2 separate regions of the Mus musculus genome follow, and region 1 is linked to region 2. A link is a contact called in public HiChIP or PLAC-seq data. All regions are on one chromosome and are shown on one strand. The core of a region is the stretch at or near the end of the contact, and the rest is flanking DNA. Distances in the headings are between cores, read along the strand shown.

Region 1 (6,461 bases), core at 2,809-5,308, 860 kb after region 2:
AATAATTCTCTCACTGTCGTAAAAATTAGGTTAAATTCTGTCTTCAGTCTAAAGACACACCCTTCTGCCAGACCGTGGAGCAGTGTGCTGGTATAGAGGTCTAAATGAAAGTTCCTTTCAAGGTTCTGTTTCTGCTCGCCAAATTGTCTACATTTAAAAGGAGAGTTGGTTCCCTTCAGCCTTAGGCTATGAATTTTATGCATTCCTACTTTTTTCCGAGGTCCCCCCTAAGTGATAATTCTGTTACGTGTTGCTACAAGTTCATCCCTAATTGCCATCAGGAAACTGGCTGGAGAACGCTTACAACAGAAGTTAACAGTAAAGCCATTGAAAGAGTAATTCAAACAGGACTGAAGCCAGGAGTATTTCGTTGTTGCTGCTCTTTCTCATTTCAGTTTGGCGAGAGCAGCTTGAATGCTTAACATTTAAGCCATCAGCTTAAAACTGAAAACACCCCTCCCCGCCCCCCCCCCCCCCCCCCGCAGCTCTGGTATATTTGCATTTACCACATATGGTATAAGGTGTTACTGGTTTGCATAATTCTGGATTTTTTCTTTTAAAGATGGACACCAAGAAATGTTTCTGTTTTTTTGTTTAGACTTGGATTATCACTTGCATTTATCTTCAACTGCTCCTATTTAATCCTCTTGTCAAAACCAAGGAGATCTGCGGGAATCCTGTGACTGATAATGTAAAAGACATTACAAAACTGGTAAGTAAGGAATGATTTTTGGCATCTATGAATCTTCCCTGTGCTTGCTGACCACATAGATTTAGGGCACTCCCGACACAAGTCCCTAGAATCTGAAGTGCTTTTTCTGGGCCAATGGGAGATGCGTACACCTTGGAGGATTTGTCCGTGTAACTGGCTCTTTGAACACCAACAGAGTGACTTTGGTTCTTAGCTGGTCTTGTCTTCTCGGTCAAAGACAGAGACTGGCTTTTCCCTATTATCTACTGAGTGGGTTTCTCTGTGTGACTGTGTCTGCCATGTGCCTTCCTGCTCCTATAGGAAGCATAGGCACAGGACACCTATCACAGTCCTGTTCCCCATCGGCCCAAAGACTGACATGTCCTCCCTCACCAAAAGCCACTCTGCACACGTGCGTCTTCATCACCACCAGCTTCCTGCTTCATTTCTTTTGATACTTCTGTTAAGACTCAAGTCAGAGAGCAAAGCACAATGGAGATGCAGTATTTCCTACTCTCCTGACTTAGGAAAGAGATTTTGTATTTACTTGGACTATTGAAAATGATTTCGGTATCATCATAATTTGAGCCAGGCATGATGACATACACGTACAGTGACTCAAGGAGCTGAGACGGGAGACTCGTGAGCTGGAGGACAGCCTAGTCCTATGTGATGACCCAAGATAAAGGAAAAATGGTCAAGTGAACATTTCTCAACTCTGTGGCTCTAGGCTGTTTTAAAATTGAGTAGGGAACACAGCTGGTACAAGGATGGGGAAGGAATAAGAGTTGCTAGATGGAGACAAGAAATAAAATAAACTTAATGATATTAGTATATGAAACAGTGAGCTCTGTCTTTAGATATGTATTTCTGTGTGTGTGTCTGTGTGTGTGTGTGTCTGTGTGTGTGTGTGTGTGTGTGTGTGTATAGGGGGGGTTGTCCGTAACAGAACTTGAAAATCAAAGCAGAGTTCTGTAGTTAGGGCTTAGCTAATTTATCCTCAGTGAAGAATCACTCACACACACACACACACACACACACACACACACACACACACACACACACACACACACAGGATTTATGCTGATTCCTTGACATGCCAAGACATTCCAGATTTAAAAGCATTCTTGCCTAGTGTGCACAAGGCCCTGAGTCTGTTCCCTAGCACTGAAAGTCATAAAATAGCTGACAGTGTACGAACACATTACTTGAAGTCTGGTGAGCAAAACAGTACAGCTTTTGCCTATTGGCTCTTCAGCTCAGTGTTGAAAATCTGATGTATGGGAAGTCGGGCGGGGTGAGGGGGGGTCGTGATGAGGAGGAAGTAGTTTTGGAAGCATAGATCATGAGCCTTTTCTTCAAGTTTCTTGTTAATTTGTGACCCAAGAAATAATGTTTTAAAAGATGATATGTGTTTTATTCTAAGTTCTGTGTATAGCAGTAGAAGCTGTTCATTTGTTTACCCACCCTTGTGTGTATGTGGGGGTGGGGATGGGGTCCTAAGGAACTGTGTTTGTCAAGTAAGCACTTTATGTTTGAGTTACATGTATCACCAGCAAAATATTCAAGTATTTGAGAGATTTGTTGTTTTCTTGTGTGTGTATGTATGATTTGTTTTGTTTTGTTGCTTGAAATAGGACTTTCATGTGCAGACCAGCTTGACCTCATCAAATCTCTGATCTTTTTAATCCATGCAGGGATTACAGGTATATACCCACCATACCAGGCTCATTGTCCCAATTTTCTTTCCCATTGTGAATAAGAAAAACAACTTAAGAGAAGGGTTTACTTGGCTTAAGTTCAATTCCAAGTTCTATCATCAAGGAGAAATCAAAGGGGCAGGAATTTGAAACACCTGGTGACATCATACCCTCGGTCAGCAGAGAGCAATGAATTAATACATGGATGCTGGCGTTCAGCTCACTTTCTCCATTCTAATATAATCTGCATGTCAGGCGCAGGGAATGGTCCCGCCCACAGTGGTTAGGTGTTTTCATACCAATTACAGCAATCAATATAACCCCCCAAAGATATGCTCACAAGCCAACCTAACCTAATGTAGGCAATCCCTCAGGTAGGCTCCCTTGTTAGGTATTTCGAGGTTGTCTCAAATTGACAATTAAAGCTAACCATCACACCCATCGTCCAGTGTTGTTGGGTGAATGGAGAAAGGACAGACTGCACTTGGATACACATCACCATTGCCTGTGGTGCTTATGAAACACTGGGCCCTGATCCAAGGAACTGATTCAATAAGCCTGGGAAAGTGTCCAGGCATCTACATTTTTCATGAAGCTCTGGAAAGAGGTTTCAGAACAGTTTGCTTTAGATGGTCTATTCTGTCAAAAGTTTAGAGACAAAGTGTTCAAGATATAGCTCCGTGCAAAAGCACTTGCATGTGTGAAGCTCTAGGTTCAATAGCTAATACCAGGGGGGAAGGAGGGAGGAGGTCAGAGGTCATTATCTTCCCTATAATTTGGTCCCATTGCTACCTCCAAGTGATTCTACATTATGCAGATTTTAAGCATGTCTATTAATACAAAGCTCTGAAGTATGCTTAAAGTAGGTCACTGGAAAGTGATCGTCTGGAGCTGCCAGTATACTGGTGGATGCTGAGAGCAGACCAGGGGAGCTGCAAATTTCAAATAGGTGGTCGTGCCTTGGAGAGATGCTCAGAGGTCAGGAGCACTGGCTGATTTTTTAGAAGACCTGAGTACTGTAACTCCAGTCCTAAGGGATCCGATACCCAACTTCTGACCCCCTTGGCACTAAGCACACACATGATGAACAGGATATGCATGCAGACAAAGGACTCCTACACGTAAAATAAAATACATTGTAAACATAGGGGGTCCATTTGTTGGAAGATGAGGGTGTATCTGACACCAGGCTGAACATCTGAAGATGAATGCAACGCTGAAGAGATGTTTCTGGTAGGTGTTATTGCAAAGTGGCGGAAGGAACATGACTTACGAAGTACCACTTCCTGTAAATGTGAAAGTGGTATTTTCAGGCAGCACAGGTGGGTATTACAAGCAGCTCCTAAGATTCTCTATGCTTGCCTTTTGCTGCTGATTATGACCTTTTAATAATCACTTGTAACTTAATAAAGACCTATACAGATATACATTTTAAAAAAAAACAACCGACTCCAAAATCATTAAGATGAGAAAGAAGAAACATATGGAAAGGGAGAGTTTGGTAATGGTGACAGTAAAATATAATTTCTTACTCTGAGTGCAAATGTTAGTCACTGTGCAATAAAAAGGAAAAAAAAAAAAAACTGCCTTCCAGCACTTGACTCAGGGGAAAATCATCCAGGAGTTCCTCTAGCAAGCTCAGTATGTTTTCTTGCCTATTTTATATTAAGACATTTGAAAGTAAGTCAAGTTAGGAATAGCAGGCTCTGAAGATCCCTTGTTCCTGAATAAAGACTGATGCCATCTGCAGCCTGTATTTTATAGAGGAGGAAACAAAAAAGTATAACCCAACCTCTGAGAACAGAAAATTATTGATCGAGTTTGGTGAGTCAGTCCTCTAGCCTACAGTGTGAGTGCCCCACTGTACCAGTACCATAAGCAGTAGGGCCAGCAAGAGGGCTCTGCAGCTGGAGGATCTTGCTGACAAGCCAAGCCAACCAACTCAGGTTCTACCCCTGGCTCCCCGATAAGGGAGGAGAAAACTGACATTTATAAGTCGTCTTCAGACCTCCACATAAGCACTCTGGCATATGGCTGTGTGCACATGTGTGTGTGTGCAGACACACACAATAAATGAATGAATAAATAAATAAATAAATGCACTTACTCTTTAAATTTTTTCACAGCATAGCATAGGATCCAATTTGTGCTCATGTATACCCTGGCTAACATTATGAATTTGGGTATGTCTGTGTTTACATCCTCACTCTTTTACATTAGGTAAGTAGTTACCTTTCTAAATCTCAGTATCCACTTTGTGATATATATTAAACAAGTTTTTTTTTAAGCCAGTTATTATCACATAAATTCTCTCTGTCCCAGTTTTCTTGCCATTTACAATAAATTTATTATGCGTAATCTTAGCAAATGATTATGAGAGTTGAAATAGAGGAGTCTCTGGACAAGTGCCATTTGCCATTTATGGTGGTGGTAGTGTACTGGGTGTCAAGGGAATGTGGAGATGACCTATCTATAAACATAAAAGGAAACTAAAGTGTAAGGGAGCTGAAGGGGACCCCCAGGGCCCTTTGCCTCTTCGTGCCTTCAGGGACAGTAGCTGTCAGTGGTTCCTAGAGCCACCAAGCCTTTCGACTTTTGTTTATACATCCATGCTTCCAGATTGAACTTGGCTTGACGTAGATTTGAGCTTCTGAAAGAATGCTCAAAAGCCACTGCTTTAACCCAAATTTGTAGGCTAGAAGGAGCCCAGCCCCAGCAATCTCTCGGGGAGCTGTGTGGTTCCCAGTGCAGAAGTGCTGAGGTGCAGCTTGTGGCTGTGGGTTCAGGAAGCTTCATGTTTTCCTGGACGGTGCAAGTCGATGGTGGTTTGCCCAGAAACTGCAGGGCTGGCCTCTGTTTCTCCCGGTTATAAAGAAGTTAAGCATTTCCTATGCTAATCCATTAGCTTCATTCCTTCAACAGGAGTGACTCCTGAGGTAGCAGATCATTGCAGAGTTTCATTTAAAGGATGGTAGGACTGAATACCTTGGTGGAAGCTGGGGCCATGGGGTGGTTTGAGTACCATCGAATACCTACCTGTTCATCAGTCCATAGGCAAACTACTGAATGCAGAAATGAGAAACATGGATGTGATGAGGGTCCTTAACACTTCAGACTCTACATTGTACTCTCCCATGCTTTTTGTCCATTTTTTGTCCGAAGGAGCCACGTATAGCTTTCCTCACTTCTCAGAGAAGTCAGGGGCCCCAGGAAAATCTATGTGATTAGAGAATTTCACAGTCCTTCTCAGCTTTATATCATTTTACTCCACAATGATGTCTCATTAGGTTGGACTGCCTAGAATAAATCAATCTTGTCAGACAAAAGGGAATAGGGATTTGTATGGAAGAAGAGGACTTGGTTTTATAGGTGTAACCCTTCCTCTCCTCCTCTTCTTTTCCTCCTCCTCCTCCTCCTCTTCTTTTCTTCCTCCTCCTCCTATTCCTCCTCCTCCTCCTTCTTCTTCCTCTTCTCCTCCTCTTCTTTTCCTTTTCCTCCTCCTCCTCCTCTTCCTCCTCCTCCTCCTCCTCCTCTTTCTTCTTCTTTATGATTTTTTGTTTTGCCTTGCTATGTGCTCACAGTTGGTTTTTCCAGTGGAGATCATTGCTCTGTGCTCTCTACCAGCTCTGTCTTTACAGTAGGTGGCAGCTTGCCCTGTGCCACAGACTCTATGTTTGCTTGGGTGATACTCATGCCAAAGAAGCATATGATTTATCACTTTACTTTTTTTTTTTTTTAATTTCTTCTTGGACATTTTGTACTGCCCCTATGGTCCCCATGGCTTTTATTTGAAATTCTTCTGGCATGTTTACTTAGCATAATAGTTCATCTATTTACAGAACATTTTGCTTTGTTTTTGAAAAAAAAAATGTTGCAAGACTTGTTTTCAATGGCAGAGTCAGACCTACCTAAGGAAAGAGTCAAGTAACTGGGATAAGGATGAGCCAAACTTAAAAACGTCTATGGATAGTTGCAGTGTGGTGTTGAAAGTGTCTCAGTGCTCGTTTAAGAAGGAATCCAAATATTAAACTGGTTCAAGTGGATTCTTCCTGCCTGCTCTCCCTGTGATT
Region 2 (6,117 bases), core at 433-2,932:
GAAAAGTACTATTAAACTTTATTGGAGTTCCTTTATTGCTTTGACTTCCGATGTTCCTAATCTTTTACCCCCCTGTTTTCTTCTTAATGACCAGTGTGACTGCATTGCGCAAGTTCATTGATTGAGCTGCTCTACCGACTAGGTTGGGACCTGTTACCACGAAGGGCTGGGCTTGTTGTTATCGTGATTATTTGTGGCTGCGGAAACACTTCAATGTGTTACTTATGACTCCCGTTTTCTAAAAACAAATGGGGGGAGGGAATCTTGGTTATAGAGAGCTTGCTTTCAACTCGTGATGATAGCACTGAAAACTTGGTATGATAATTAACACCATCAGAAGTCAAGACCTGCTAGTGTTAGAAGATAGAGCCATGAGGAGAGACCTCCTGGAGAAGAAAGGTAATAGGCAGCTAGTCGCCATACATGCTGGTGTTTACAATACTGGAGGAAAAGAAGACGCCATGCTGGTGAGCAGGAGGCCTGGCTTTTGGGTGGGGGGGGGCAGTGTCAGAGATGTGTCTAAGTACAGGACAGTCAGGCAGAAAGCTCAGTCTGAAAAGGACTTGGCCTTGCTAGGAGAGCAGAGAAAGTCGTAGAGAAGCATTGAACAAGAGAGGCCGTCTTTGAGCAGGAGTTTTTTCAGGGGAGGGTGAACGTGAATATATAGAAACACTGCCTCAGTAAACAGACTCTGGGCAGCTAGGTCTGCTGAGCCCAGTGGGGTTGCAAAGAGGTATTTTAGACCTATAATCAAAATTCGCTTAAGAGTAGTGACCCGGGGCTGGCTGCTCTACCAAAGGACCCAGGTTCAATTCCCAGCACCCACATAATACATTACAATTGTCTGTCATGTAACTCCTGTCCCAGGGGATCCAATTTCCTCACACTTGCAGGCAAAACACTAGTGTACAGAAAATAAAAATAAAAAAATCAAGGAAGAAAGAGAGTCACGCCCTGGAGCTGAGGACAAAGCTTAGTGTGAATAGGCCCCGGCTTCACTCTAGCTGATTATAATAGTGGATTCTCGGGTTATTTTCAATAGTTTTGACAAATACTGAATTATTATCTCTATATATGAGGGGAAATCGAAAGTTCCACCGTCCTAAAAAATGGTAGAACGTCAGGAAAAGCAGTGGCCTCGTCCCACAGCTCTGTGTGTGGAGGGCTTCTGCATCTTTTAGACTTAACATTGGTTCTTCGCTATATGTGGCATGTGTGTCCTTGGACAGGCTGGATTTTGTTCAGTGTCTGTCTTGTTTGAAAACTGAGAGTACAGTTTGGAGCGCCGAAAGGATTGAGCCTCGCTAGCACACCAAAGGCGGCCATGGAAGCCAGCAGAGTACCTGCAGAATCATTGAGAGGATAAAATCAGCAAATATGGAGAAAGCGTGGAGCAAGCTCCACATGTTGCTTTGTCAGCAGAGCTACCCCGAGAAACAAACCTCTGCCAGGAACCCCCAGACCTCTAGCCATCACCAGGAATTTAAGACTGGAAAAACAAACAACCCTCTGAGGCATGTATTTATTTGTGTCCTATTTTCATAATAACTTTAATGAGAAATTTTATGTAATATAAAATTGACTCATTTGACGTGTGTACTTCACTGGTACTTATTACACAAAGTTGTGCTTACTATGACTAATTTTTTAAATGTGCATACAGTGTCTTGAGAGGCCAGAAGAGGGCGCTGGATCCCCAGGGACAGGACTAAAGGTGGTTGTGAACCACCATGTGGTTGCTAGGAATTGAACTCTAGCAGCCAGTGAGTGCTCTTAACTGCTGAGCCATCTCTTGAGCCCCTAAAGAACATTTTGTCACTCCCAAAGGACTTTGAAAACAGCGTTCCACCCCACCCCACCCCCAGCTGCATTCCCAGTGTCTCCTTATTGTTCTTTGTACTCAGCCCCTGGGTTTAGTACATTACCATATTTTCTCATTTTGATTTTTTTTTTATAGAAATAGTATTGGCTAATATTTAGCCTTTGGTGTCTAGTTCAGTGCTTAGAATGTTCAACTGGGTTGTAAAACTCATTATAATGTTTCCCATTTTTTGTGAACAAATAATCCTAGTGCAGATTTGCTGTTTTGTGTTTCTTCCGTGTCATGGATTCTTCCTAACTTCTTGAACATCATGATCACCGCCGCCCTGAACATTTTCACACAGCTTGCGTGGATAAGTGTTCACTCTCTTGGGTTTAGATCGACAACTGGGTTTGCTAAGTCATATAGTGATTTCATATTTAATGTCTCCTGGCATCTACATTTGTCGCTCACCAGCAGTGTGAGGGCTCCCCGTTCTCAGCATCCCGCTGACACGTGTTACCCTGCGTTGTTCTTTTCTGCCATCTTAGTGCAGGTGAAGTCAATGTCCTTGCAGTTTGGATTTGCTATTGCTGATAATGTTCAAGATATGCTTGTGAGATTATTGGCCATTTGTGTATCATTAGCTGTTTAATTACATTATGTATCTGTAATCCTTAAATTGCAAATCTTTGTGTCGTTGTACAAGGCCCTTATCAAGTATTTGATTCAAAAATAGTTTCTTCCATTTGTTTTCGCTATCTTGGTGGTATCATTTTTATTATACAAATTATTACATCCAATTTATTTTTTACCTTGTCATCTTGATCTTGATGTTATGCATAAGTACATTTTGTATAGTTCAGGAATATCTCACCCAGGCCACATGTATCCTGGACAGCAGTGAATACAATTGTCATGTTGTGTCAACAGGTGGGACAGTCCCAGGTCCAGATCAGGAAAATCCTGATTCTTTCTAAACGTTTTATAGTCTTAGCTCTTCTCTTTAAGTCTCTGACCTTTTTTAGTTTTTTGGGGTTTTTTTTTTTAATATTTATTTATTTCATGTATATGGGTATACACTGTAGCTGTACAAATAGTTGTGAGTCTTCGTCTGGCTGTTGGGAATTGAATTTAGGACCTCTGCTCACTCTGGTCAACCCCTCTCGCTCTGGTAGACCCCGCTCTCTCCAGTAGACCCCACTCACTCAGTCCCTGTTCACTCTGGCCCAAAGATTTATTTATTATTATAAATAAGTGCACTGTAGCTGTCTTCAGACACACCAAAATAGGGTGTCAGATCTTATTACAGGTGGTTGTGAGCTACCATGTGGTTGCTGGGATTTGAACTCGAGACCTTCAGAAGAGCAGTCAAGTGCTCTTACCTGCCGAGCCATCTCACCAGCCCTCTGACCTTTTTTGAATTAATATTGTATATGACATGAAGTCAGAGCACAAGTTTATTCTCACAAGTGTATCTAGTTTCCCCCACATCTTTTGTTGAAACAATTTATATTTGTAAATTTTTCTCTACCTTGCTAGCTTTGTTTCTTTATTATAATTTATGTACTCTGTTATATAAAGAAGATAAAATGATTCATAAAAAGATAAATCTGGAACTGTTAGATATATATTTATATATGCATATGTGTATATATACTGTTTAAGTTTGGAAACTTTGTTTCTGTCTTTTCCATGACATTAAAGATGACGGATTCCACCTATCGAGCTGTGCCAGGCAAGGGTGAAGACATCTGTAGGTATTTCTTGAACCCTTTGTTAATGCCAGAATGTTCATCCACAACTGTGAAAAAGAGACCAGAAGATGTAAGTGATGTGCCCTCCGAAAGCCTGAGGAGCGTCCCGCTGGCGGTGGCTGACGCACTGGAGCACATTATGGAACAACTCAACATCCTAACCCAGGTGGGCTGGCCTGGCGCCACCCTGAGTAAGATAGGCAGAGCCCTCCCGGGATGCAGGATGTGAGACTAACAGAGCAGGGGCGTTATCCTGGCAAGGCAAACTCAGTCAGTCACTAGCAAGGCACTTAGGGCTAACCTGGTCTGAGAGAATTTATATAGAACAGTATATGTGTGCCTCTGTGTGTGTGTGTGTGTGTGTGTGTGTGTGTGTGTGTGTGTGTACATATGTACACATGCACTTTGTTCTCTCTGGCATTTGTATCATCTGTGCAGACATCAGTGGTAGTATTCTGTGCTATAAATGCCAGTTGGTCCTAAGCAGTAACGTTCTATCCTGTGAATTTGTGATGTGGTATATTTATATTAGGTCACATATAAAGAAATATTTAATAGCATAAGAAAAATGTACTGTAAGTAAAAACTCCTGTATAGTACAAAATATTGCCAAAGTTTATAGTCTTCACTGAAAACACTCTGCCAGCTCAGTGTGTAATGTAGAGCTCTCTCCAGAGTTTCTTCTACAGGAGAAGGAGGCTTGTCTTCCTATTAAAATCTTAGCCAGTCTCTTAGGAGCATTTTACCAAAACAAAGAATAATAATAGACATGAAATACTGTACTAAAAACCTCCCAGGTCTTGGGAGGTATGGACCTAATGTATATAAGGGAAGTCTTGTGTTGGAGCGGAGACAGCAGTAGTGCTCCCTCTGCCTTTGTGGCCCTCTTCCTTCTGCACACTTATGCTTTGCTGTGTGCAGCATTGTTAAGTGCACACACTGGCCACGAGTTACACAGAGCAAGAGGTGAGCACGGGAGAAAGAGCAGGGCCAGCCTCTTGCCCAGAGTGACTAGTTCAATCTCAGAGGCTCCTGCGTGGACATCACCTCTGGTCGCAGCTCTAGCTCTGCCCCTGTCACTGGAGTGCTGGAGCTTAGGCAGTGCCCAGGTCTCACTTCCACAGGCTCCATTTCCTTTCTCTGGAGTAAAACCTTTCTTTGTAAAAACTAGAGAAGATGTCACCTCAGGGCCCTGGAAGTTACGTGCCTATGGTTGTGGAGTTCTGTCATACAGTGTGAAAGACCCGTGTGAGACTTTGCAGTCTTATTTGTTCACTAAAAATCATACTAAATTCACGTGTTTTCACTTTAACATTGTGTGCTACAGGTGACCCACCTGTGTTTACCAGACATCCTTCCCTTTAGAAACTGTTAACCTCTCAGATGCCAGATTCAATTTTAGTTGACAGGACTTCCTTCCTGTTACTACTCAGTCAAGTCCTCTTTAGGACTCTCCAACTGAGTCCTCCCCTCCCCCTCCTCCTCCCCCTCTGCCCCTCCCCCTCTACCCCTCCCCCTCCCCCCACCTTTCTACCTGGTTCACAGTTAATGGACCACTTTCTGTCTCACTAAATTCCCCTTTGGGTGTGTTATGGTTAACCTTAAGGAGTTCATTTCCTTTTATATATTAAGGGATTGAAGGCAAGGCAGAGCATGCCTGCAGAAGAAAAGAAGTCTGTCTAGGCAAGTCACAAGTAAAGCAAATGTGTTCCAAGCCATCACCTAAGCTGCAGGATGTCTAACTATATTACAGAGAGAGGAGAGAGGCAAAGTCAAGTAGACTTGGGGGCTGATAGAGGAAGTATAATCAAAGATAATATAATGCACACATCAACAACTTTAGCATGTATAACTGTAATAACTATCTGACAAGTTACTTGGTACATAATAGACATTTAAGAAAATATCAGCATCATGATTATCTTTATATAATGATGAATTGTTCTATGGAATATGAAAGCGAAAGCTTTTAAATGATGACTGTTACCTTCAAAGAAGGAAGGAAGGACAGTCACTTCCTTATCTTGACATTTATCTTGTTTGCCTTTCCTGTATGAACCCTATTACTAGATGACTAAGTAGTCCATCAATAAGCGAATTCTCCCTCCCTCCCCCTCTCTTCCCTCCCTCCCTCCTTCCTCTTCCCCTCTTTCTCCTCCACCCCCTCTGTCTCTCCCCCTTTTAAGAACACTTACTTATTTTGGCAGTGCTGGTGCACACCTTTAATCTCAGGACTCAGGAGGCAGAGGCAAACAGATCTCTGTTAGTTCGAGGCCAGCCTGGTCTACATAGAGTGAGTTCCAGGACAGCCAGAACTATACAGAGAAACCCTTTCTCGAAAAACAAAAAATACGAACAACAAAACTGAAAACCCCTCTTATTTACACCAACTAAGTACACAAACTAAGAATTTTAGTGCTAAGTTATCATTCCACTCCCTAGTGACTAGTCAGTGAACATCCCTGAAGGGGAGACACCGGGCACTTTCACTGTGCCCTCTCATGAGGAGATAGATCACCTGCTGCCACCTCAGACGACAGGTTGAGCTGTGTGCTAACT

The links. HiChIP or PLAC-seq counts read pairs in DNA pulled down with a chosen protein or histone mark.
Region 1: a contact with region 2 is called in an HNF4G HiChIP or PLAC-seq map of pancreatic cancer cells. The contact joins two enhancer-like sites. A contact is called at or near these places in 3 of 115 datasets of contacts at active chromatin or transcription factors (cardiomyocytes, microglia and pancreatic cancer cells).

Annotation. Positions count from the first base shown.
Region 1 is chr10:100,051,248-100,057,708 of GRCm38.p6, forward strand. Kitl (kit ligand) reads left to right here. Exons shown (of 10, transcript NM_013598.3): 2 at 599-712. Among named protein-coding and RNA genes, the nearest start is that of Kitl, 39 kb to the left of the region's middle. Within about 2 kb of position 4,059, at least 43 of the 459 cell types and tissues checked have an H3K27ac peak or open chromatin away from gene starts, as enhancers often do. A contact at or near this core is called in pancreatic cancer cells, where this site is marked.
Region 2 is chr10:99,189,274-99,195,390 of GRCm38.p6, forward strand. It overlaps Poc1b (POC1 centriolar protein B), which reads left to right. Exons shown (of 12, transcript NM_027740.7): 11 at 3,509-3,724. Among named protein-coding and RNA genes, the nearest start is that of Gm34574, 40 kb to the right of the region's middle. Within about 2 kb of position 1,683, at least 9 of the 459 cell types and tissues checked have an H3K27ac peak or open chromatin away from gene starts, as enhancers often do. A contact at or near this core is called in pancreatic cancer cells, where this site is marked.